Regions from separate parts of the Mus musculus genome. Here regions 2, 3, 4, 5, 6 and 7 are each linked to region 1. The links are chromatin contacts, called in public Hi-C and HiChIP or PLAC-seq maps. All regions are on one chromosome and are shown on one strand. Each heading gives the region's core, a stretch centred on a gene start, on an enhancer-like site or on the middle of the called end of the contact. The rest is flanking DNA. Distances are from core to core; before and after follow the strand shown.

The links. HiChIP or PLAC-seq counts read pairs in DNA pulled down with a chosen protein or histone mark. A called contact is a pair of places that touch in the nucleus more often than the background predicts.
Region 2: a FOXA1 HiChIP or PLAC-seq map of pancreatic cancer cells shows a contact between it and region 1. The contact joins two enhancer-like sites. A contact is called at or near these places in 1 of 15 datasets of contacts at CTCF or cohesin (the NIH/3T3 cell line), 2 of 484 Hi-C or Micro-C datasets (bone marrow-derived macrophages and embryonic fibroblasts), 10 of 115 datasets of contacts at active chromatin or transcription factors (bone marrow-derived macrophages, embryonic basal ganglia, embryonic fibroblasts and 6 more) and 2 of 9 other capture datasets (bone marrow-derived macrophages and embryonic stem cells).
Region 3: a contact with region 1 is called in a Hi-C map of cerebellum, with 2.7 times the contacts expected there. The contact joins two enhancer-like sites. A contact is called at or near these places in 6 of 484 Hi-C or Micro-C datasets (cerebellum, cerebral cortex, cortical neurons and 3 more) and 1 of 115 datasets of contacts at active chromatin or transcription factors (the NIH/3T3 cell line).
Region 4: a contact with region 1 is called in a RAD21 HiChIP or PLAC-seq map of pro-B cells, with 27 times the contacts expected there. The contact joins two enhancer-like sites. A contact is called at or near these places in 9 of 39 promoter capture datasets (the 3T3-L1 cell line, the C10 cell line, the HPC-7 cell line and 6 more), 2 of 15 datasets of contacts at CTCF or cohesin (large pre-B cells and pro-B cells), 5 of 484 Hi-C or Micro-C datasets (the HPC-7 cell line, bone marrow-derived macrophages, cerebral cortex and 2 more), 5 of 115 datasets of contacts at active chromatin or transcription factors (bone marrow-derived macrophages, embryonic basal ganglia, embryonic forebrain and 2 more) and 1 of 9 other capture datasets (embryonic stem cells).
Region 5: a contact with region 1 is called in an H3K27ac HiChIP or PLAC-seq map of acute myeloid leukemia, with 4 times the contacts expected there. The contact joins two enhancer-like sites. A contact is called at or near these places in 2 of 39 promoter capture datasets (the C10 cell line and pre-B cells), 2 of 15 datasets of contacts at CTCF or cohesin (large pre-B cells and pro-B cells), 24 of 484 Hi-C or Micro-C datasets (B cells, the C10 cell line, the HPC-7 cell line and 16 more), 16 of 115 datasets of contacts at active chromatin or transcription factors (the 230-238 cell line, SST interneurons, acute myeloid leukemia and 10 more) and 2 of 9 other capture datasets (embryonic stem cells and liver).
Region 6: a contact with region 1 is called in an H3K27ac HiChIP or PLAC-seq map of embryonic fibroblasts, with 7 times the contacts expected there. The contact joins two enhancer-like sites. A contact is called at or near these places in 2 of 15 datasets of contacts at CTCF or cohesin (large pre-B cells and pro-B cells), 14 of 484 Hi-C or Micro-C datasets (B cells, the HL-1 cell line, bone marrow-derived macrophages and 10 more) and 8 of 115 datasets of contacts at active chromatin or transcription factors (bone marrow-derived macrophages, embryonic basal ganglia, embryonic fibroblasts and 5 more).
Region 7: a RAD21 HiChIP or PLAC-seq map of pro-B cells shows a contact between it and region 1, with 11 times the contacts expected there. The contact joins two enhancer-like sites. A contact is called at or near these places in 2 of 15 datasets of contacts at CTCF or cohesin (large pre-B cells and pro-B cells), 2 of 484 Hi-C or Micro-C datasets (the AtT-20 cell line and uterus), 6 of 115 datasets of contacts at active chromatin or transcription factors (the 230-238 cell line, the NIH/3T3 cell line, bone marrow-derived macrophages and 3 more) and 1 of 9 other capture datasets (embryonic stem cells).

What each region holds. Positions count from the first base shown.
Region 1 is chr1:177,700,860-177,704,136 of GRCm38.p6, reverse strand. No RefSeq gene overlaps it. Among named protein-coding and RNA genes, the nearest start is that of 1700016C15Rik, 27 kb to the left of the region's middle. Within about 2 kb of position 1,541, at least 191 of the 459 cell types and tissues checked have an H3K27ac peak or open chromatin away from gene starts, as enhancers often do. A contact at or near this core is called in the HL-1 cell line, the NIH/3T3 cell line, acute myeloid leukemia and 16 more, where this site is marked.
Region 2 is chr1:176,831,151-176,834,427 of GRCm38.p6, reverse strand. It overlaps Sdccag8 (serologically defined colon cancer antigen 8), which reads right to left. Exons shown (of 18, transcript NM_029756.3): 5 at 3,246-3,277. Among named protein-coding and RNA genes, the nearest start is that of Sdccag8, 18 kb to the right of the region's middle. Within about 2 kb of position 1,622, at least 77 of the 459 cell types and tissues checked have an H3K27ac peak or open chromatin away from gene starts, as enhancers often do. A contact at or near this core is called in the NIH/3T3 cell line, bone marrow-derived macrophages, embryonic fibroblasts and 2 more, where this site is marked.
Region 3 is chr1:178,462,125-178,465,401 of GRCm38.p6, reverse strand. All of the region lies in intron 3 of Efcab2 (EF-hand calcium binding domain 2), which reads right to left. Among named protein-coding and RNA genes, the nearest start is that of Gm31289, 40 kb to the left of the region's middle. Within about 2 kb of position 1,486, at least 28 of the 459 cell types and tissues checked have an H3K27ac peak or open chromatin away from gene starts, as enhancers often do. A contact at or near this core is called in cerebellum, where this site is marked.
Region 4 is chr1:176,948,572-176,951,848 of GRCm38.p6, reverse strand. The region is part of intron 15 of Sdccag8 (serologically defined colon cancer antigen 8); the gene reads right to left. Among named protein-coding and RNA genes, the nearest start is that of Gm15423, 9.2 kb to the right of the region's middle. Within about 2 kb of position 1,573, at least 43 of the 459 cell types and tissues checked have an H3K27ac peak or open chromatin away from gene starts, as enhancers often do. A contact at or near this core is called in cerebral cortex, cortical neurons and pro-B cells, where this site is marked.
Region 5 is chr1:176,992,830-176,996,106 of GRCm38.p6, reverse strand. All of the region lies in intron 16 of Sdccag8 (serologically defined colon cancer antigen 8), which reads right to left. Among named protein-coding and RNA genes, the nearest start is that of Gm15423, 53 kb to the right of the region's middle. Within about 2 kb of position 1,751, at least 147 of the 459 cell types and tissues checked have an H3K27ac peak or open chromatin away from gene starts, as enhancers often do. A contact at or near this core is called in acute myeloid leukemia, brain, cerebellum and 6 more, where this site is marked.
Region 6 is chr1:177,012,788-177,016,064 of GRCm38.p6, reverse strand. All of the region lies in intron 17 of Sdccag8 (serologically defined colon cancer antigen 8), which reads right to left. Among named protein-coding and RNA genes, the nearest start is that of Gm15423, 73 kb to the right of the region's middle. Within about 2 kb of position 1,629, at least 111 of the 459 cell types and tissues checked have an H3K27ac peak or open chromatin away from gene starts, as enhancers often do. A contact at or near this core is called in the HL-1 cell line, cerebellum, cerebral cortex and 5 more, where this site is marked.
Region 7 is chr1:177,064,329-177,067,605 of GRCm38.p6, reverse strand. It overlaps Akt3 (thymoma viral proto-oncogene 3), which reads left to right. Exons shown (of 13, transcript NM_011785.4): 8 at 273-395. Among named protein-coding and RNA genes, the nearest start is that of Gm15423, 120 kb to the right of the region's middle. Within about 2 kb of position 1,720, at least 22 of the 459 cell types and tissues checked have an H3K27ac peak or open chromatin away from gene starts, as enhancers often do. A contact at or near this core is called in pro-B cells, where this site is marked.

The DNA of each region.
Region 1 (3,277 bases), core at 292-2,791:
GCTCTGAGAGGCAGAGAAAGCAGCATCCTATGGAGACAGGATGTGCAGGACCCAGAGGAAAAGATCAGAAATGTATACAGTCCAGAAGGCTGGAAAATGTGCAGCTGCCCTGCAAGTCTGCAGGGATCAAACCCCAGTCTGAAGGAAGGGCCTGGTTTAAAAAGACCCACCTATGTGTCAAAGTAGGGTTTTACACCTGTCTCCTGGAGATCTTCTATCTGCATGCTGTACTGTGCTTTTACTGGGTATTATCCAAGAAGGCTTGGAAATCTATAGCATGAATACAGTGTGTTTTTCATTTGGAATCTTATAGATGTATTACACATATTGCTCCTTAGCCCTGTAGAGTGTGCCAGCGGTCATATTCTTCCACCTTTAAGGGGGTTCTGGGGACTGAACTTAGTCAGGCTTGTGCCACAAGCACCTTCACCTGCTGAGTCATCTATCCATCTTTGAAAACTTTCTTAAGAAAGTGTTAGTCATTAGGAAGGAAGCAGAACTAATGGTAAACTTTCCATGACTCAGTGACTCAGGGAAAACTGCTCAGCGTACTCCATTTTTGGAAGGAGAGAGAAACAAATTATGTAATATTACAACAATGAATACTTAAATCCTGTTCTCTAGCGGCTGCTGGCAGAAGTGACTGGGGACTCAGAGGAAGGCCAAAGCCATCCTCATAGAGGTTTCTATTTTCCCTATTCATTTGCTCCTTGGAGTATTGTGAATCCCAGGGCCATTAGGGGAAAACCTGTGCAGACCAGCAGGGCAGGCTCTGACAATCCCAAGACAATCTCTCTCTCTCTCTCTCTCTCTCTCTCTCTCTCTCTCTCTCTCTCTCTCTCTCTCTCTCTCTCCTCTCTCTCGTCCCTGTGTCAAATGCATCCCTTTGTCTCCGAGTCATCTTTCCTTACAGAGCTACTGACTCTCAAGTCTGTTGTAGACTGTTGTAGCCACAGATTCGATGGCTGGATGAGAGACAGGGATGCCTCCTGCTCGTCCTGGAAATTTCATTACTGACTTGTCTGGCTCCCAAGGGAGGGCTTTCAAGCAAGCTTGGGCTGGTCCAGAGTTTCTGAATTTGAGGCTGGTTGCCTCTAGGTGGCAGCAATGTCCCATTTTCTGCCGCCACTGCTGCTCGGATTCGTTTCTCTCCCACCCTGTTAATTTGAGAAACTAGTGCTCAAGGGACTCTTCCAAGAGATCTTTCTTCTGTGCCCAGGCAGACTCGAGGCTTCTTGTGGTTTGCTGCCCGAGTGGAGACCCACATTTTTCGGAGTCAGCAAAGGGTGGGAAGACAGGCTAGTTGGAAAGAGAAGAGATGGAGCGACTTAGGGAAGAACGGAAGCAAGTGAGGTGGTGGCGAGGAAGGAGCCCCTGCAGGCATCAGTCGCTGACATGGCCTTTGTAGAGGGGCCACTGCGGGTGGGAGCTGCAACGCCTCGCAGAAGCTCCTGGGCTCCCCTTGGTTCATTGCCCAGGGTATAAAACCACAGAGGGAAGCAAGGAGAACTTTACTCTCAATCATGACCTGACGCCAGGCTGCCACACAGGGGCTACTGTGGCTCATTGCAGTTCTTAGATGGCTTCAGGGACAGAGCATAGAACTCTGTGTGACCCTGTGAAAGCCCCCTTCTCACAGGATCCCTTGGAACTTGGAGAGGATTTAGTAAAGTCTTATCCTCCATGCAAGATGTCAGACTAAGGGGGGAACAGGGTCGGTTGGGCTGTCGTCTGCCCCTGCATGCTGAAGATGTGGTAGCCATCTTCCTTAGCATTTTGGGAAGTTTCACTATCAAACGAACTCAAGACCTTAGTAAAACTGGGCTTGCCTAACACTTGTCACTTTAAGATTAGGAAATAGCTTTCTTATTACTTGCAACAATTACTTATTCACCCTGCCCCTTTTTCCTATTTCTAAGAGTAATGTCTCAATGTGTAGGCTAAGATGAGCAGCCGGTCCCCTGTCTCCATCCCTAAGCTGGGGTATTCAGTCCTGTCTCATGTCACACCCCTGTATACTGTATATCATATGCCCTCATGATTCCGATGCTGCCCACATAAGGATGTCCCCTCCAAAGCTCATGTCTAAATTTGGGTCCCTGTGTGACAGGCCTGAGGTGGTGATGTCATCAGTGGTTAGGGAACAGGAGGCATGTATATGTCTATGTTGTTGCTTGCAGCAGCCATGGTGTTCTTTTTCACACAGAGCCTCACTGTAGAGCCTTGACTGACTTGAAGCTTTCTGTGTATACCAGGCGGGCCTTGAATTTACAGTCATCTCCTGCTTCTGCCTCCTGAGGGCTGGGATTTGAGGAGTGAGCCACCACGTCCTGCCGCCAGGCCTCCGGAGTTCTTTTCAGAGCTCTGCACACAGGTGAGGCAGTACTATTGATTTCGCTGTAAAAAAGATTTCATGCAGAGCAGATATGTCTCCGAGCTGGGGTTTATAAGAGGAGGAAAGTATATGGCCCACTGGAATGTGAGTGTCTCAAGAGGGCGCTCGGGGGTGGGGGGGATAAAAGCTGGAGTGTAAATAGATAGATAGATAGATAGATAGATAGATAGATAGATAGATAGATAGATAAATGGAGCTCAGTTTTACTTTACAACGGCCATATCCAGAGTTTTGGTGGGTAGTGAGTTCCTGGAGGACATGAACAAGATTACAGCTGACAGGGTGACACCCTGAGTCCCAGGCTTGCATGGAAAATGAAGATGCTCTCACTGTTAGCAAAAGTTACTGGTTTGTGAGATTCTCAGGAAACCTCTGGGAAAGGAGAAACGTCATACTAAGGTCATAGGTTCTCAGCCTTAAGCATGGTTTATTGCTACCTTAACATCCTTATTTGAGTAACTGTATAGAAAACAGCTTTATTGTCTATATCTATATAAAAGAAGTAGCAGGAGCTGTAGAGGTGGCTCAGCAGTTAAGGTTTCCTGCTGCTCTTAGAGTTTGGTTCCTAGCACCTCTGTTGTGTGAGTCTCGACGACCTCCTGAGCACTAGGGTTACAGGTGGACTCTGGGACCCAAACTCCAGTGTTTTGTCCTCCAGTCCCCATGCTAAAAGTCTCCATTCTCAGGGACTGGAGGCTTCAACAGACCCCAGAGTCCTGAGACATGTTCTTTCCCCATGCTCTCGTCTACCCTGGGGTTCCCTTCTGAGGTGATAGGTCAAGAGGGATCAATGGACCTCTCATGGCACTAGATCAGTCACCACCGGCAGATACTCAGGCAGCAAACTGTGCCTGTGTTTGTCCCTTTGGTGAGTGCCCATTT
Region 2 (3,277 bases), core at 373-2,872, 870 kb after region 1:
AGCAAGCCAGGGGAAGCAAGCTAGTAAGGAACATCCCTCCATGGCCTCTGCATCAGCTCCTGCTTCCTAACCTGCTTGAGTTTCAGTCCAGACTTCCTTTGGTGATGAACAGCAGTGTGGAAGTGTAAGCTGGATAAACCCTTTCCTCCTCAACTTGCTTCTTGTTTGTGCAGGAATAGAAACCCTGACTAAGAAAGAGATAAAGTAGAGGGTGGGGAGAGAAGGAGGCCAGGGAATGAATCCGGGTCCCAGGCCAACACGTCTGCAAACTATTGTGTAAGTAGGGCTATGTCTTACAAGATCTGCTCATATTCTGTTGCTTCTGAAATCAATCCAGGATGAGGTAATAATTTCTCTAGAGAAGCTGGCTACAGACCACGGATTGCAGGCCCTTGATAGAAATATTATTATTCTTTAGAAATAAGTGCTTGTCTTCTACAGATCACTTTTGAAAACTTGAATAGTATTTAACCAATTTTTTAAATCCTTAAAACCATTGAAAACTTCTTATTTACTTACTGTAGGAAATATTAGTACAGAAACTGACCCAGAAACTTTCTACTTATAAGTCCTATCCTAGATCTTTAAGTTAGTGCCAAAAATCTCTAATAAGTAACATATTTTTTTATATTATACTTTTTAGCTACAGAGAACGCTTTTCTGACAGGAAACTTTCATGGGGGTTAAACTATGATTTTAAAAGATGATTGATGCATACTGTGAATAGTTTTAGTTTTAATAATACCATTACCATTCCTCTATAACATCTAGGTAATGAACCCACCCAGAAGTTTCAAATCTTGGGGGCTTGCCTGCAAGTGCAGAGAGAGAATTGAGGAACACAGTTCTTTCTTTTCTGGGAGAAACCTCTGGGCATTATGGTTTGGTTCAATGCAAGCATCTCTTACTAATTTATACAAACAGGGAACAAAACATGAGCTTAGGTAACTGCATTCAAGGGGGTCAAGACAGCCTGGGCTCCAGTTCTTGCTTCACCATTTTGTAGCTCTGTGACAGAGAGTCAGTTACTTAACTACTACATATTTTAACTTTCTCCTCTTAAACACAAATAGTAGCACTTGCCTTGCATGGCTATTGTGAAACTGAAATAATACAAGGAAAATAACAGGCTTGATGCAGTGCCTGATACATACCCATGCAGTCAGAACAAATGGTAATTACTATATATTATTGCAGTCTTTTACAGAAGAGGATAGTGTGACACTAGGAAATCTAAGTTCAAATTAACCTAAAGCACTGCTGAGATTTAGTATGAATATCTGAGTCACTAAAAAAGCCTATTTTTCCTTGAGGAAGATAATATTCCTAACTCACCAACATTTAAGATATGCTAAAAAGTTTTATTCATATTAATTTCAACACTGTATCAAGAAAGCACTGGAGAAAGACCTGTTTACCTACCCAAGCAAGCAGCAAGCACAACTGTGCAACAACAGTGATGTCACAGAGGCTAAAGGGCTGGCCAGTACACCTACTACAGTTATTCCCGGGTTTGCATGCCTTTCACTACACGGGAATGAGTAAGATCGACATCATAGCCCCTAGAACCTTGTCTTGTCTACGATTATGACTGTAGTTTCCTTTTGGCAAATCCTCTTTGCTCAGACTGAAAGGCAGATGTGCTGCGACCATCGCTTCCTTCCCTGCTCATGCCCCCTGCCTCTTACTCACTCGTCTGCCTGATTTCCTCTCTCACTTCACTTCCTCTTCTTCCCACTTCTTTGTCACTGTATAAATATTGAGGCGATGAATAATTGACTCACTGCTCCATGATTATATACTTACAAGAACAGCACAGGACTATTTTTCTAAGGAGCTATATCCAAGGACTTTTTATTGGATGATACCTTTTTTTTTTCAATTTGACATCAAAATTATAAGCACTAAGGTGGAATGTTTAACCACCAATATTAGTAATCTTATAAAGCTTCAAAATAATTTTATATAAAGGAGTAAGTAGCTTGTCACAAATGTAAATGTCAGCACAGAAAACAAACCGAATACTAATCATCAGCCCACTGATGAGTTTTCAAAGTCAACACAACCAGATGCTTCTGAACAGCCAACACACACACACACACACACACACACACACACACACACACACACAGACCTCAAGGACCAGAAAGGAAATGCTGGGTCCGTCTAGGGGAAGTAAGCTACAAAACCAAAATCAGATGACACTTAACTACATCATCAAGACTCTCACATATTATTCTTCATAGATATGATTTACTAATGATGCCTACATCTAGAAACCACAAAGTCTATGACAAAGTAAGCTGCAACCACAAACATCAGAACTGCCCCATGGAAGGTAGAGTTTGTATAACTTGCAGGGGTCTTTAGACTCTACAGAATCTAAACGGTCTCTAGAGAGTCTAAAGAGCATTGATCCATTCTTCAAAGTCTGGGCCGATGACACTAGAGACAAGAGGCAGCCTGAGGCTCACATTCCTAGGATCTAACCAGACCAGAAAAATCTTGGGGACTCTCAGGGGATGGAGCCCAGGAACTCTCATTGTAGACCCTGACAAGGGTAAAGCTTCTCAAATCACCATTAAAGGAACTAATTACTATGAGCAAGGCTGATCACACTACTTAGTAAATACCAGGACAAACAAACGGTGCAGACACAGAACAGAATCTTGATTCTCAGACTCACAGGCCAGGGTTCTTCCTACCACACAGTGCTGCTCATCTAAGATGTTAGAGCTCAAGAGAAATGCAGAGAAAGTCAACAGATCGGGGTGAGATGCTGAAGCATTCCTAGACTGGCTCAGTGCCTCCTATGTGACACATTCCCTCCTTGCTGGTTCCTCCTTCCATATGGAAGACACCGGGGACCTCCAGGCCCAGGTTCTGTCACCTGAAGACCCACTCCACCACAGCTGAGTCTAACTATTAAAGCACCATGCAAATCTGAGCATGGCATTCTCACCAAATGGAACAAGTATGTCCAAATTATGGATTATGGGACATATGCACCCCAGAACAGCTTTCAGTGTAATGTAGCCCAACACCAAATCATTGACTTATTTAAAGTACCATGAGTTAGTTAGCTTGTGGGGTTTTTTTTCTTTACAACTCAACTTCATAGTTCTTGAGTATGAACTTCGTAAAAAAATACTATTTTGTCAAAAGGTTGGAACAAGTTGAAAAGCTGGGAAAAGGGTAGGAAGAAACATTCAAAATAAAAGATTACGGTTATAAACACCACTCACAGATGCATCCAGGAATGTTTGCTCCCTCAATG
Region 3 (3,277 bases), core at 237-2,736, 760 kb before region 1:
GCACAGGTTTCAAAACTCACCTCCATGCCCCTATGACATACCTTCTCCAACAAGGACATACCTCCTAACCTTCCTAAATAGTCTATCAACTGAGAACCAGACATTCAAATAAATGAGCCTATTGGGCCATTCTCATTCAAACCACCACAAATGGCTCCTGTGAAAATGTTTTTCTATTTAACCTCTGTTTCTAAGAAATATCACCAGACAAGCTCTACTGCATGCTGACATTCTCCCACCTCCTCTGGCTCTGGCAGTCCCACCAAGTCTCTTGAATGTCTATAGCTTAGTGTTAGCTTCTTAGAGTATCCACAGGACCACACATGACATCCAAAGGGACATAAAGGATACGGGCAGTGAGATGGCCTTCTAAGTAAGGCTGACTCGTTGCTTTATAGGCCAAAGTGGGATGTAGTGCTGTGGACACAGATTATCTGTCTCTGGAAGTCCAGTGATAAAATTTTTATGAGAGGTAACTGAGAACATGCTATAGAGAGGATCATTCTTGCAGGAACCGACATGTCAGCATCCTGACAAGAAGGGAAGAACAATGTTATAAAGCAGCAGCATTTACAAGTGGTACTGAGGCCTGTGGGAGAAGGAGAAACTGGGGTTTTGTTAAGCAGTTGCTAGATGTTAAGGCCACATGGCTCCCTGGCAGCCTATAAAGAAGCACTTGCCTCTTAGAGTAAAAGGCAGACTCTGTCATACATCAATTAAACAGAAGTGGTATAATTCCATGAAGAGGGGTAATAAATAACTTAGTACTGTTGGATATACAAAATTTTTGATGCATATCTTTATTTTTTAGGACATTTTAAAAACATTAAACCATCACTGATGCTTAATCATCAAAGTCAACTTGCTTGTATTAAGAATCACACTGGAAGACAGGTGATAGTTCAGCAGTTAACAGCTCATAACCAAATATTAGAAATCATCTTGGAAACGCCCCTGTGGGTGTGTCTATCAGAGTGCTTCCAGAAAGGGTTAATCAAAGAAGGAAGACCCACCCTAAGGGTGGGCGGCATCAAAGGGACAAGGAGGCTGGGGGTAATGTGACCAGCTGTCACATGTTCCTGCCACCTTCATCCCCTTCCACGATGGACTCCAACTGTGCACCAAATGAGCCTGTCCTTCCTCAGGCTGTTATTGTTAGGTATTTTGTCACGACAAGAAGAAAAGTAACTTATAGACCATCCTTAGCCAAGGCTTCAAAAACAAACAACAAACAACAAACAACAACAACAACAACAAAACCAGGCTGTGGAAAGGCACATGCACTCCAGTTTAGCATCCCTGAAATAGAAAATGCAACAGTTAAAGAGGCATTTACATCATCTGGCAAAACAGGTTCTTATGGCCAGAGTCCTGGCTGCAAAGGCCTGGCATGTGGCCATGTTAGAGAAACCAAGCTGCAGGCCCCTTTCATGATGCTGACTAGGCAAATTCTCTGGAGGCTCTAGGCGTGCACCCATCCCTTTCTAACAGTAGGTGGCACTGTCGTGCTGCAGAAGACTCACCCTGGGCAACAGGCACCCCTTGGGAACTGCCACATCTCTCCTACAAGGTAGACTGAGAAATTGAGTTAAACTCCAGCATAACCCAGCTGGGGAGGCACTGGGCCTAGCAGGGGAAGAAAGTAAGTGCATGCTGAAGGGAGAAATGAAACCAGCTAGTGTGACTAGGAGGCAAGTGTCATGGTGAACAGAGGGCTAAAATACAAGACTGGGGAAGTAATATTGCCTCAGGTGCTTCCCATGACACAGGGCCCTCCCCTCTGGCAAGGAACCCAAGTGGGAAAGACTTGCTACCAGGGTGGTTCTCAGGGACCTGGAATAAATAACTGATAACTAAACAGCACATGAAACAGAAAGGTCCATTTTCTCCTTAGCATGGACTGACTGGGACAGATATGCATGAGCCAGATTATGTCCCTTGGAAGATGGTAGAGGAACAACATACTGTCCACTCAGGGCATCAGGGACATCAGGGACATGCTGCTGAAAACAGCCTAAGCAGCGCTCAGCTCCAAGATGCTCTCCTTGTCAGGGAAGTGTAACTTTAATTTTTTGAAGTGCCTAGTTTTAAAAAAAAAAGATTTATTTATTTTTATTTATATGAGTACACTGTAGCTGTCTTCAGACACACCAGAAGAGGGCATTGGATCCCATTTAGAGATGGTTATGAGCCACTATGTGGTTGCTGGGAATTGAACGCAGGACCTCTGGAAGAGAAGTCAGTGCTCTTAATCACTGAGCCATCTCTCCAGCCCTGAAGCACCTACTTTAAATGCTTTAACTTCCATTTTAGCCCACCACCCACCAGAGGTAGTGGGAAAGAAAGGATACAGGGAAAATAGACCTATTTAGAAAGGTTCTTTGGAGCAACTTCCATCTGTGTTGTCTGGAAATCAGTTCAGTTCACAAGTTAGCAGTGGCAGCTTGATCCACTCGCAAACACCTCAGGGATACATCGGCAGTCCAGTTCGGTAGAGTTGGGATAGCAAACATGAATCAGAAGAGTAGCACTACACAGCAGAGACAGCCAGGCCTCAACCTTGGCACAAGTCAGCAGCAGGAGGGACCAGCAGGAATGCCAGAAGTTCTTGGCTATATCTCACTCGAAGATGAGAGATCCACAAGCATTGCATACTAGTTCTATAAACAAGCCTAGCTCTGCCTCCATCACTGTCTGTCGAGTCCTATGTATGCCCTCCAAACATCACGTGACCTCAGCATGCGTGTCTGTCTCAGCTGACATCACTCTGCTAATCAGCCCAAGTCCACAAAAGCAGCAAGAAACTGCAGCACACCACCAGAAGTTTTTTGGCTCATTTCTCTCTATGGAGTCCTGACAAATGTAGCTCAACTATACAATGTAAGGCAGACCAATACATGCACGTCATTATCAAAGAATCCTTCATCACGTGTCCTTTCACATGCTTGCTTTACCAAAACACTCTTTCTCATGTGTCTGCTTCAGCTAAATGTTCCTTCACAAGTCTGCCTTAGCCTTTCACCTGTGTCCACTTCAGCTAAACATTCCCTCACATGTTTGTCCCAGCAAAACACCATCCAACTGACTTCTCAAAGAATGCTTAAGTTTCCATTTCAGGGAGGTTCACTAGATCACTGGGTACACAAACCTGCGCTGATTAACGTCTACAGGCTGATGTGCCAGCCAGCTCTCTCTGGCCCAAGTAATGGAAACCATGTGAAGCTGTTTAATCACAGAAGCTACGAGAAAACCAAAAACTGAAGTACGATGCTATTCT
Region 4 (3,277 bases), core at 324-2,823, 750 kb after region 1:
AGGTTGTCCCAGAACAGGTTTTAGATCACAGTGCAAACGTGCCTGTAACATTTTAATGTGGATTTTCCAAATGTCTAGGGAGAATACTTACTTCTTTCACTTTGACAAAGAAAAATAAATTGTATCAAAGATATTTAAGTATATTCATTTATCTCCCCCAGCAACCTTGTAAGTATATAAGCTCTCAGTGTACTCCAGAATGTGGAGGGAATGGGTAGCTAAAGTTTATGTTCAACTAAAACCAGCCAGAATGTCTGCCTTGTGCCAATTAAAAACAAAATGGAATTAATTCTTTTGCCTGATGGTTAAAAACAAGCTATAAAAGATGCATGATATGAACCAGGATGTCAGTCTTCATTTTAAAATGGGACATGCCATTCCTAACCCCCGGGGGTTCAAGCACCACTACTTTCACAGTATGGAGTATTCACACTGCTAAGTACTGGGCTGATGGCTACGAAGGCTTCCGAGACAGACACAGTCTTCACTGTCATAATGCGATGTACAGTTTACTTGGGGAGAAATACACACACACACACACACACACACACACACACACACACACCACACCACACGCATGCACACATGCATGCACATGCACACATACGCATACAATTACAATACATTTTCAGAAAGCAGACTTGAAGGAGCCTGAGCAGAAGCAGGCTATGTGGGCCTGGTGAACCCATACTGCACTTCTCTAGTGACTCTTCATGGTTCTAGTCAAATGCCCAGATCTGTAAGTGAAAAAGCACATTTTCAATGCTCTGAATCCATTTGTTTAGTGTGGCCTTCTGAATAACGAAAAAGGCTTACAGAAATTTTAGCAAGGAAAGGGGGAAATATCTTTTTATTATCAACCAAAAAACCCCATGTTTTATTTTTATTAAAGATTTATTATAGTACTTTGAGAATAGCCTGGACCAAAACCACTACATGGATTAAATAATTACTCTGGAGCCTGAATTTCCCCAGTGAGAACTTTTAACCTCAAAGGCCATCAGAAATGACTTAACCCAAGAGCTTGGCACAGAGCACACAGACGTCACAGGTCTTATTACATTATGCTTTGGTCCTTTGGGGATGTATAGGTAGTTTCACATCAGAAGATAATATCCAAATCGAGTGTCAAATGGGCATAAAGGAGAGGGTGAAGTTAGGAACTGGGGGGTGGGGGGAACAAGGCAAGACTGAGGAGAAACGAAAGCATACAAACACGAGCCCTTAACCGCCACTCACTGCCTCTACTGCTATCTTGTGAAGCACAGAACAACTTTGAAACATATAACTCATGGCATGTTCACTACTTGGAAGGCCTGAGCTTTGAAGAACTCAAGAGAATTCTGTATGTTACTATTTGAATCCCTCAGACTCAGAACCAGGTGTTACAGCCTGACCCACTAAGTTGTGAGCGCCACCTTTTTTGGGTTCTGTTTAGCCCTACATATTTTCATCACAGACTTTTGCCCATTAGAAAATGTTACTCATATCTTGCCCAGTTAGTGAAGTTTGCATGAGCTGATAGATCAGCCCCTGTTCCTTAATGTGGGGTGAGCAAGCACTGTGCCGGGGGCTCACAGCTGTCTTCCCCAGCTGTGGGTTCCTCTGCAGCCCAGCCAACCACAGATGGAATGCTGGGTCTATACTGAGCACGAGTATTTTCCTGTGGTTAGCTTCCACCCAGTACAGTTTAATAACTCATCTCATAGATTTACATCGTATTAGCAACTATAGGTAACCTAGAGAGAATTTCGACTATGTGGGAGAGGGTTTAGGGTGTTGCTCGGTGCTGGGCTACTAGACTAGCAAGTATTAGGTCCTGGGCCTCATTTTTAACACCATAAAAATAAGAAATAAAATTAAAAAATGAAATACGTAGGAAAATATGAACAGGTTCTATATAACTACTACATTGTTTTATGTTACAAATGTGAGCATTTGTCATTTGTGGCTTTGGGTGTGGTGTAAATCCTGCAACCAACACCCTGAGGTTGTCAAAGGGTGTGTGTGTGTGTGTGTGTGTGTGTGTGTGTATACGAGCGCATACTTGTGTTTCTCATTCCTGTCATTAAATGTACTTCTAAATCCTATAACCATTCTGCAACATGACTTTAGAGGCACTTTTACAAAGCTGAGGTTTAAGGAGACCGGGCAACATGGTCAAGGTTACATGTACAATAAAATGACTGACAAACCAAGATTCTAATCTGGTTCCTTCTGAATCCCAAAGAGTTCTTTCCTGAACAGTGCTTGTCACCCACAAAGGAACAGGCTGGCACCAGGAGTCAGACCAGCATGTGGAGGATAGCAGCACACCTGTTTTCCCACTCATTTATCACTCATTCAATAAATATGCATTGGGTGCCATCTATGTGTCAGATAGGAAGGAGCATGTTTCGTTTACAAAGTAGCAGTCGGGCCTGAGAGGTACGGAGGTTCAAGTTCACTAGACTAGTATCCTGGGAGGCAGATTAAAGACGGAAAGCAAGGGCCCAGAGACATGTTACAGGTTAGCCCTAGCTCTCGGTCTAACAATTACATCCCAAGAATGTCTACTTTTCTACAGGAATTTAAAGGTTAATTTTCCCTCCCTAGCCTTTGCAATGCTCACCTCTCCTCTCCTTCTCTTTTAAGAGGCAGACTCTTGTTCTGATGCCGAGGCTGGCCTAGGACTCCTCGGCTCAGCTCGGGAAATTCTCCTGCCTTCCCCACTGCAGGTGCATGTGTCTCTATCCAGCAAGCCTGAACTTTCTTTAACAGCAACTATAAATATCACCATGGCTGTAAGAAAGACTCTAGACACTGTGTAACAGCAATACGTAGGCCAAGCCGCTAACTCTCCTACCCACAAGCTATTCAAATGATTATGCTTTTTATTCATATGTAAAAAAAACCTAATTACTTTTGTATGCTGCTGTGAAAGTTAAGAATGTATTATACCAAGCGTGTTTTCTTCCTCAGTGTCCCAAATGACTGGCCTTAAAGACAGCTTTTGTGTGTTCCTGAAAAACTTGGAAATAGACTAAAATGCCATCGCCTATATCAACAGAAGATTGTAGAACTGCTTGACTTATTTGTATCCTTTATTATGCTAATGGTTATCTTGGCCTTTGTTCCTGATTTTCATGGTTTTAAGTTATAAACACTATAAAAATCCAAGTACGTATACATAACCATGAAAAAAAATATCTAAGTTGGGTTGCGGGAGTAGCTTGGGAACAGTGTGCTTGCTTACCATACAAGGCCCCGGAGTCCCTCCTTGGGACAGAAAGGTTGT
Region 5 (3,277 bases), core at 502-3,001, 710 kb after region 1:
TCTGTCTGCATGCATGCATGCATGCATGCGTGTGTAATATATGTGAAAATTCAGAAAACAACTTTATGGAGTTGGTTCTCTCCTTCTACCTTGATGGGTATCGAACTCAGAGCACCAGGCTTGCACGGTGAATAGCTTTATGTGCTGATCCAAGTGGTCAGCTCACTATGTCAATTCTACCCTTTCCTTGGTTCTGTGTGTGGGGAGGGCGTCCAGCTGGGGTCAGACATGATAGGCAAGGCATCAATATTCGGTATGCTCTGTTCCCACAGGGCTCAGAAAGGCCAGGAGCTGACTCACCAGTCACTCTCAGAGCTCTCAAAGGTTAATGAAGATTTGCTGAATGCTTCTCTCAGGTCAACCCACTGCTTCCTTGGTTGTTCTCAGCCATTCGACCTTCTATAAGCCAACTTTTGTCACATCTGAGCCTCAGAGTTAGCTATGAACTAACTTTTCCAGCCACTGGCGATTTTACTGCATGTACAAAGTCCTCTTCTCAGCAACAGAGCACAATGCTTGCCTTGCGATGGCCATGTACTGCCAGTACCCTAGGTCTCAGCGCTCAGTTTATGCTTATTCTGAACTATAAAATAGCATCTGAGCTCTCAGATGAGCCAGGGAATGGCAGGTATGGCCTAACAGTGCAGTGACTTCACTGGTAGAGACTGGAAGACCTACAACAGTGGGAGGGTATGCTCTCATGTGCTCACTATGGCCTCCACAGATTTGTCTATCTCCTGGGATCAGGATGGACACACAGGCCCCTGGGAGTTAGACAGCCTTCCTGCAAAAGGCATTTGTCAAGGCCCTGAGAACTGTAGGACTGAGCCTGGAGCCCTGCGGAGGACAGAGGAACAGCACACGGGAGCAGGGCTGCAACATGACTAATTAATTACCAAATTGGGGGCAGAGAGGAGAGTTCACAGGGGCCTAGAGCCCAGAGAACCCAGCCTTGTAATTAATAGTTGAAAAGTTCTAGTCAATTCTCAGAGTTCGAAGAACATTAAAAGAATACTTGATGCTGCGGGCAGGGAGGAAAGCAGCCGCCGCCCCAGGGCCAATTGCCTCTCCAGCAGCGGCAAGGCTGCTCCCCTGCTCTCAGGACCATTTGTTCCATTACACAATCTCCTGAAGCCATTTAGAGAGAGCTCAAACAACTGCCTGTACCAACGCGACACATGGCTCCCCATTCCGACTCTTTGCTAATCCAGACGCTCCAACCATCTTTCTTTAAGATGCCATATGGTTGGCAGAAGCCTGTAGATCTTCTAGCAGCACATCTGTTTCTGCCTTTCTCCTTCCCTCCATCCCCCAACAAAAGAGGGCTAGGAAGGCAGCCTGAGAGGAGGCTCACTGTGCCCCTGCCTGGCTGGAGGCTCCTCTTACTCACTCTGACACAACAAGGCTTTTAAGGGGATGACCAGGAATTATTTGGGACTCCACCATTTTTAACTGTGGGGCATGGCGATTTTCTTTTTTTTTTTTTCTTTTTTTGACCTATTGATGATTTTAAAACAAAATTTGAAAAATAAAACATAGAGTCTTGTCTCCCAAAAAATTGATTATTTTAAAACCACTTCTGAATGGCCTAGTGGGATTCTTTCAATGCAGTCTTCTACCAACGAGCCTCCTCCCTGGCTTGAGTAGTTTCTTTTCGGTCAAGGAAGACAGACACACTGAGAGGAACAGACCCTGAGCTGGCTTTGTTAGCTAGCATAGCGGCTGTATGCTAATGAGGCAGCTCCACAAGGGGCTTTTTTGGTGTGATGAGCAGAGACTGTTGACACTGTTGCAATCCTGGCTCTCCTGGCCTGTGAGTCCATGGGCTGTCTCCTTGGAATCTGGCCCCCAGTGAGACAGTCTATTCAACTGTCTGATGACTGAAACCTGGCTCTCTGTAACCGTGAACAGTTGAGGGTGGGGGAGAGGGGAGAAAATAGTCTATCAGGCCCACGGTCAGAGACACCAGGGAAACTGGCAGATTTCTTCTGCACAGATACGTAGGACAGATTCACGGCCATGATGAAAGCCTTAGGAACAAAGTACTGATAAGTGCAGGCGAGGGGCACAGTGACCGCCTCTGTTTCTGGGTGCCTGGCACTCAGCAGGTGGGGCTGTCTCAGTGCCACAAGAGGAGCAAACTAAGTGTCTGACCTCCGTGTAATTTGGTTTGGACCTTGTGTTGGCTAACCACACGCAATTCCTCGTGTCTGTGGGAATGTGGTAAAGGCAGGAAGGAAGTGACTATCCTGCTGAGGCCAACGGAGAACACCGGAGAACACCGGAAGGGAGAGGCACGCCTTGGGTGCTGTGCATGCTGTCTGAAGCATGTCTTCCCTTGCCTCGCCCGAGACCACGAGAGACAGGTCCTTATTTCAGTTTGACAGAGGAAGAGACTCATGTTTGGAGGGAGGGAAGGAAACAACATCAATAAAAAAGTCTTTAGCAAACATCTATACGTAGGAAGTTGCCAAACTCCAAGGCCCAACACAGGTCTCACAAGGGATGCTAGGTCTGCTTATGCAGGTAGCATTGTTCATAGGGCCCATACTGTGGGCCAGAGAGCAGTAACACCAACTGGCTAGAACCAGTATGCAGACAGGGGAACCAAACTGTAAATCCATTACTTACAATCTACAACAGGAATAAAAAGTTCTTGTAACTGAAATGTAAAGCATGAGGAATGGCCTGAGAAGCAGAGCTCTGAGACAGGAAGTCAGCAGCATCCGTGCACACAGCCGCAGCATCCATGCACACAGCCGCAGCATCCATGCGCATAGCCGCACAGCCACAGTGTCTGCACACACAGCCACACAGCCACACAGCCACAGCCGGCTGAGCCACCTTGAGGACAGGGTTGAGGGTTCTATCTTTAGAAATGTCTTTGCGGCCTAGGGCTGCATGTTACAGAGAGCAGTGGTTTTTAGTGAGCTGATGTTTAATGCTGTGAAGGAATATGGCTTAGGCACATTACATCAAAGCTATATGTCTTACCATGAAATTCATGAAGTAGATGTGATACTACTCAAAGAAAATATAATAACCCAAACTAGATAACAAGAAGTAAATTCTTCCTCCCATGATGATGATGAACACAGCTGACTACTAGCACTCTTTTGGACTAGTCTCATGGAGATGTAGGTACACAGAATGACAGATTTGCAGGTAAAATCAAATGGACCTCAACTGAAATCTGAGCATGATCCTAAGCAAATTCTTGGAAGACTGATTCTTGCTTTACAGTCTAAAGCAATGCTACCTACCCTACAGGACTGTT
Region 6 (3,277 bases), core at 380-2,879, 690 kb after region 1:
AGGGAGTTAATGACATCGTAGCTGCATATGTTCAAGTTGATTTAAAAAAATATGCAAGTCACTTTGGTTGACAGTGTCTTGTACACAGTTTTGAAAGAATCAGGGCAAACTTTAACAGAGTCAGTTTTTATTTGAAAAATATTTTCTGGGAATGTATCAGTGTTTATTTTTGAGACTGACAATTCGGGTGAAAATCAGGATAAAAACAAAAAAACAACAATTTGGTTGAAATCAAATTGTTTGTTTTCATCTATTTAGAATTCTTTCCAAAAAATCCTGGTTCAGGAGGAGGCTTTGTAAATTATTTTATTTAGTCTATTTTCTGTTCCATTCATAAGACACCATCTGTCTTGCAGGTAGTTAACTGTGTGTGGGCCCTGAAGTCAGCTAGGCAAAGCCCCTGGGCTCTAGAAAGGACAAGATAAGAGTGACCATCTCTAGATCCCCACTTTGTCTCTCCACTCCCCACCAGCCAGTGGGTCTGGGCTACCCTCACTTGAGCTGCCCATCTCCAGACTCAATCCTGTGTGTGCTTCTACTCACAAGCAGGCCTCTCCACCCCTCCCTAGGATTTGCCTCTCATGCTTATTTTCAACTCTATTCAATGAGTCCTTGGATGTAATGAGATAATGTCGATGATCTTGAATATAATCACATATGGCTGCTCGATCCTTGCACAACTTTAAATCAAATTAGAAAGTACATTCTCTGCCAAGAATGCTTAAAAGTCATAGGGCCAACTGATTAACCACTGACACGGCAGCTTCCGACTCTGTTTTCTAAACTGTGAGTGATTCATAAGAAGGGACTCAAAGGGAATCCCTCCCCAGACTGAATGCTGAGGACTGAACAGGCAGGCTGCTCAGGGTGACAGCTATTGCAGGATGCCAGGCAGCTGAAACCAGAGTCATTACCCAGTAAGTAACTCAAGCCCATCTTGATGGAAGAAACAGCCCTCCCACTGGACAGAGCGTTTCTGTTCTCTTCCCTCTCCTAGACCCATCCTCCCCAGGAACAGAATCCACAATTTCCTCGCCAGCTGGCCCCACCCTTCCTGGCCAGATGTTACTCTTTGGGTTTAGGCTTCTGACCCCAACTCTGCTCCAAGCTTTGCCCAGTCAAGCCTTGCCCCTGGGCCCCATGGTCCTTACCCACAAGCCACCTCCACACTACCACTATGGCATCTCTGGCAAGTCAGGCAAGGAGAGAGAACAGGGATCTAGTCCAGCTCTCATATCAGAGTCAGGCTGAGAGGGCTACCGCCAGGGTAAGACCAAGACAGCACGGTCATGTCCACATCCTTCCAGTGTAAGTGAAGAAGTTAGGAAAGCCACCATTTTTAGTCAATCCTGAGGAAGGAGCATACTATAAACCAGCTGGAGGATTACCCTGCACCCTGCATAGTCACTTTCCTACCACATGGCAGCTGTGTAAGCTCTCCAGCCCAAAGTGGCATTGGTACATAGTCACTTACAACCAGGACAGGTTCCCTTCATGGGCAAGAGACTGTGTGTGACTCAAATCTAAACAGAAGCCATTTAGAATAATCAAGGCTTAGAAACAAGGCATTTCCTGTTGGAGGCCACCATTCTTTCTCTGAGCAGGCCAGGGCTTAGGAAATAGAGCCAATCTGAAGGACGTGACTAAGCTCCCAAGCAGCTGTCTGGGTCAGAAAATACCCACTCTCTTTTGCGTTCTGAGCAGACAGAGATTTTCAGAGTTTGACATGCAAAATTAAGCTATTATGCTTAATTCATCCAGGCAGAGAAAATGGAGGCCTTCAGCCACACCACTGCCACACTGGACACAAAGGCATCTATAAGCCTCAGATGCCCAGAAGTCCAGGTGGAGACAGGTCAGAGCACAGCCTTTCCCTCCATAGCGCTGAGGAGCCTCTTCCCCAACCAGATACATACAGTCAGTCAAACTTTGACTTGCTTACTTCAAGGATTCCACATTTAAAAATCAGTTTACAATTCAGGTTTATTTTGGGCAAAAAAATGATTCACATTAGTCCCAGGCCACCAAGTGCCAGCACATGGAGACCAGTGTAACACTTGTGCCAGAGTGGACTGGGTTAGAGACTGTGCAAAGAGCTTGCAAAACCTCCAACTGCTCCCAGCATTTGCAACAGGGAGCCATTACCTCTGCCAAATTTCTTTCGCCGTGGTCATCTTAAAATAACACGCAGGGTAGAATTTCAATATAAAAAAGCCCCATCAGAGATGCTCCAGACAGCAAGGGGTAGACAAGTCATTTGTGTTGCCACTGGCAAAGGAAGACCTTTTTCCTGCAATATTCTTTTAAGTGCAGTGAATTTGGAAATTCTCAAGCTTTTAAAACTCAGGAAAAGGCTTCTAAAAATACGTGTTCCATGTTAAGATCTGTGTGTGCCATAAAAAAAGGGTGGTGATTAGTCCAAAGGCAAAGCTCACCATGCCATAGATCCCAGTCCATCATATGTCACAATAGCCTAGTTACCAAAGGTGGCTCTGGTGACTTTGGACTTTGATGAACCAAATCTCCCTTGGACCTGCCCACAGACCTGGGTTATGACCAAAATCCAGTTCCTCCTCTAGGAGATGGACTCTGCACTGAGCCCTGAGCACAGTAGAGATGGTGGTGTCACTGCTGGCTCCATGGGAACTTCTCAGGAAGGGGAGAGAGTGACCTCAAGTATGGGGCACTTCAGGCTACCAAGTTCCTAAGATCCCACTGAGCAAACCACTACCCTAACATGCCCAGTTCTCTTAATTCTCATGCAGCAGATGAGGACAGAAGCTCAGGAGAGCCATGGATGCCTTGGCCAAGGTTTTCAAACGGAGTTGTTTCTGGCTACAATTCCAAACTAAGAGGTTCTTTCTGTCTTTACAAATTACCCCAATAGCGTATAAATGGAGGTGCCTGGGTTCTGCTTCCAGACATGCCTGGAGTGTCGGGAGCCACCACAACTGGGTGTTTTACACACATTCCAGATAGTGGTCAGTGTATTGTCAGACCCTGCTGACCTGTGCCCTCTAGCCCTCCAGTGCATACTTCTACCATTGTGTGAGCCCTCTGCCCAGTGTCCAGTTTGGATCTTTCACAACTGTGAACTTGAAGCAATTTACAGGACTGAATAGGCAGAGTTCAAGGCAGGTCAAGATTGTCAGCTCAAGGTCCTTTCGAATGGAGAATAAGAAATGGTCTTTTTTCCTTTCACTTCCAGAGGCTTCCCCACTAACCACTGCAAGCACCCGTATACATCCTTATCTTCACAGATTGCTTAATGGGGCAA
Region 7 (3,277 bases), core at 471-2,970, 640 kb after region 1:
TTTTCCTCTGGTACCTGAAGGTTAAATGGGTAGCAAGCAGAATGCCTTAAACAAGATTGGTATATTGATTAAAACGCTGATTTAACAGCTCGCAGTTTCCCCTTGGAAACCTGCAAAAGATAAGCCAGCTGCTGTCTTAGAGTGCTCAGTGTCCACTGAGAGTACACTATCTATCATCACAATATGGTGATGAGAGGTGTTTTATGTTTGTGTTAATTTCCCCCACTAAATCAGTAATTATTACAATCCTGTCCCTGCTGTTTACCCTGCAGCTGTTTTTCCATTTGTCGAGAGAGCGAGTGTTCTCTGAGGACCGCACACGTTTCTATGGTGCAGAAATTGTCTCTGCTTTGGACTATCTACATTCTGGAAAGATTGTGTACCGTGATCTCAAGGTAAAAAAAAAAAGTAATGAAAATTGGTTTTTTGCAGAGACTGTAGGGACAAACGAAGTAATTACAAAGTTACACAGTTTTGAGACAAGTACTTAGGAATGTTGTTTGCTGTAGTTGGTCTGAAATTTCACTCACTTATACGTAAGTGGCTTTTTAATGATTGTGGTTTTTGCTATATAAAAGTTCTCTTGACTATGTAACACAAATTTACCAAGAGTAGTTTTTTTTCTGTAAATGCCCTAATTATAGAAATGGAGTCATTATTATATGAGAAATGCAAGCTCATTATTATTTGCAAACATTATAAAATGTTTATGGAAAAGCTTCAATAACAAGGTTATTGGGAGGAAAATATCTATTTTCATTGTAGTGTTACCTTTTTGATGGGATCGTTTTCCTCAATTATTTATCTATAAACTTGGTAGTTTGCTTAGTTTTTCGTTTGTCAGAACCCAGTATTGGTTGTATTGGTAAAAGAAGCCTGGCCATCTCTGAGCTCTTGTGAGTACCCCTTAGGAGAGCCAGAATCCCCTGAAAGGCCACGTGATAAACACTTTAGTCTGTTCTGCCTGTCGAGGTATTTATTGGAACCATACTGCTCTGCCATTGAAAGGTAAAGGCAGCCCTAGTCATTATGTAAGCCAATATGTGTGGCTTATGTCTACAAATCTTTACTTAAGAAGCAGTCAGTGGTTTAGATTTGGTTTATATACTATAGTTTACTGCTCCCTTCAGGAGATCCTGTAAGCAAATCGTAATTCTCATGATACAGTCATGAGTAAGGTTGACTTTGTTAAGGATTCTGATCATGGCATATTTTCAAAAACAGATTCTTATTATAGCATCTTCTTTAAAATGTAAATTCTAGGGCTGGGAACACAGCTCAGTGACAGGCACTTGCCCAGTTTAAGTCTGACACCCAGTTCCATCTCAGGACATAGGCAGCTAGTTCTGGGGTTAGGATAGGGAAGCTTGAAGTGGCAGTCCACCTGTCTTCCCACCCACTTGAAACAGTCAGCATATTTGTTTTTTATTAGGTTCTTATATCTCTGTCTCCTTCCTAATCCTTATCCCACCCTGATCTCTTCCAACACTCAGCATTACATAGGAGGGAAAGGATAGAGTGGAAAGGGGATGTAGACCTCTGTAGGCCTGCCCCACTCCCAGCATCTCATTGGCTCTCAGGTAGCCAGATGTGATGCTGTCTTTTTCTCATTGGCTCACTCCATTGCCTGATCCAGCTTCAGTGGTCTCTGGCCATGCAGGCAGATTCTAGGTTGGCTAAGGGAGGAAGTAGCAGTAGTGCATTGCAGCTGGGCTACTTGGCTAAGTTCCTCCTACAGAAACCAAAACTCTCACTATAGAACACTGAAGTATAATCACAGATGTGAGGCTGCCCTAGGCAATGTAGTGAGACTCTGCCTCAAAATATAAATATAGAACTGGAAGCTAGCTCTATGGATAAAGTGCTTGCTGTGCAAGCAAGAGAACTTGAGTTCTGACTTCAGTAACACATAAAATCCAAGGGTGGTCACAGATGTCTGTACATCTAGCACTCACAGTGAAGACAAGTGGGCCCTGGGGGGTTTCTGGCCGGCAGTTTAACCCAAATGGCAAGGTTTAAGTTCAGTGATGTCTCATAAAGTAGGTTGGAGAAGTGATTGAGGTAGAAATCCCAGTATCAGTCAGTCTCTGGCTTCAACATGTTCTCACAGGTACACTAAGTACAAATTAACCAAGTGATTATATTTAGATTGGTTACTCTTAGACCTTGAAATGGTAGAATTCAGCTTCTTAATAGGAGTCTCCCCATAACAAACATGTGTTCATACATATACTGCATGCAAATACCAAATGTATGACTTTTAACCTAGTTGGCTTGCTTACTATGGGTTGAAACATCAGTACTTATGGAAAAATTAAAATCATATGGTAATGCTCACCTGTTAAAATTTGATGATTGCCATATTGATCACATACCTAGTTCTTTTAAAATATAATTTGATTATTAAAAAATCAAGTAATTAAAATTTTTATGGAATTCCATTTTATATGAAATTAGATATATATCTAAGAAATCATGATTATCCCCTTATTCCTGTCTTATTCATATGAAACCATTTGTAACTCTTAATTTTTATCTAATTATGTAAGCAGGTACCTAGCTTGTTTAAAAATGTTCCTATCACTCTTTTTTTTATTTTTTAAACAGTCCAGTTGTTACCTACCTCCCAGTCTACCCTCTGGCTTTTCCTCATCCCATGCCTCTTTTCTCCCACCCCTGTCTCCAAGAGGATGTCCCCATCCCACTAGACCTCCCCACTCCCTGGGGCCTCAAGTCTCTTCTCTCACTGAGGCCAGACTAGGCAGTCCTCTGCTATATATATATGTTGGGGGCCTTATATCAGCTGGTGTATGCTGTCTAATTGTCTAGATGTGTCTGAGGGATCTAGGCGGTCCAGGTTAGTTGAGACTGCTGGTCTTCCTATGGGATCACCCCCCTCCTCAGCTTCTTCCAGCTTTTCTCTAATTCAACCACAGGGGTCCCAGGCTTTAGTCCATTGGTTGGTTGTAAGTATCTGTATCTGACTCTTTCAGCTGCTTGTTGGGCCTCTCAGAGGGCATCCATGCTAGGCTCCTGTCTATAAGCACACCATAGCAAATAGTGTCAGGCCTTGGAGCCTCCCCTTGAACTGAATTCCAATTTGGGCCAGTCACTGAACCTTCTTTTCCATTAGTCTGCTCTTTTCTTTTCTTTTCTTTTCTTTTCTTTTCTTTTCTTTTCTTTTCTCTTTTCTTTTCTTTTCTTTTCTTTTCTTTTCTTTCTCTCTCTTTCTCTTCTTTCTCTCTCCCCCCTCTCTTCCCCCTCTTTCTCCCCCATC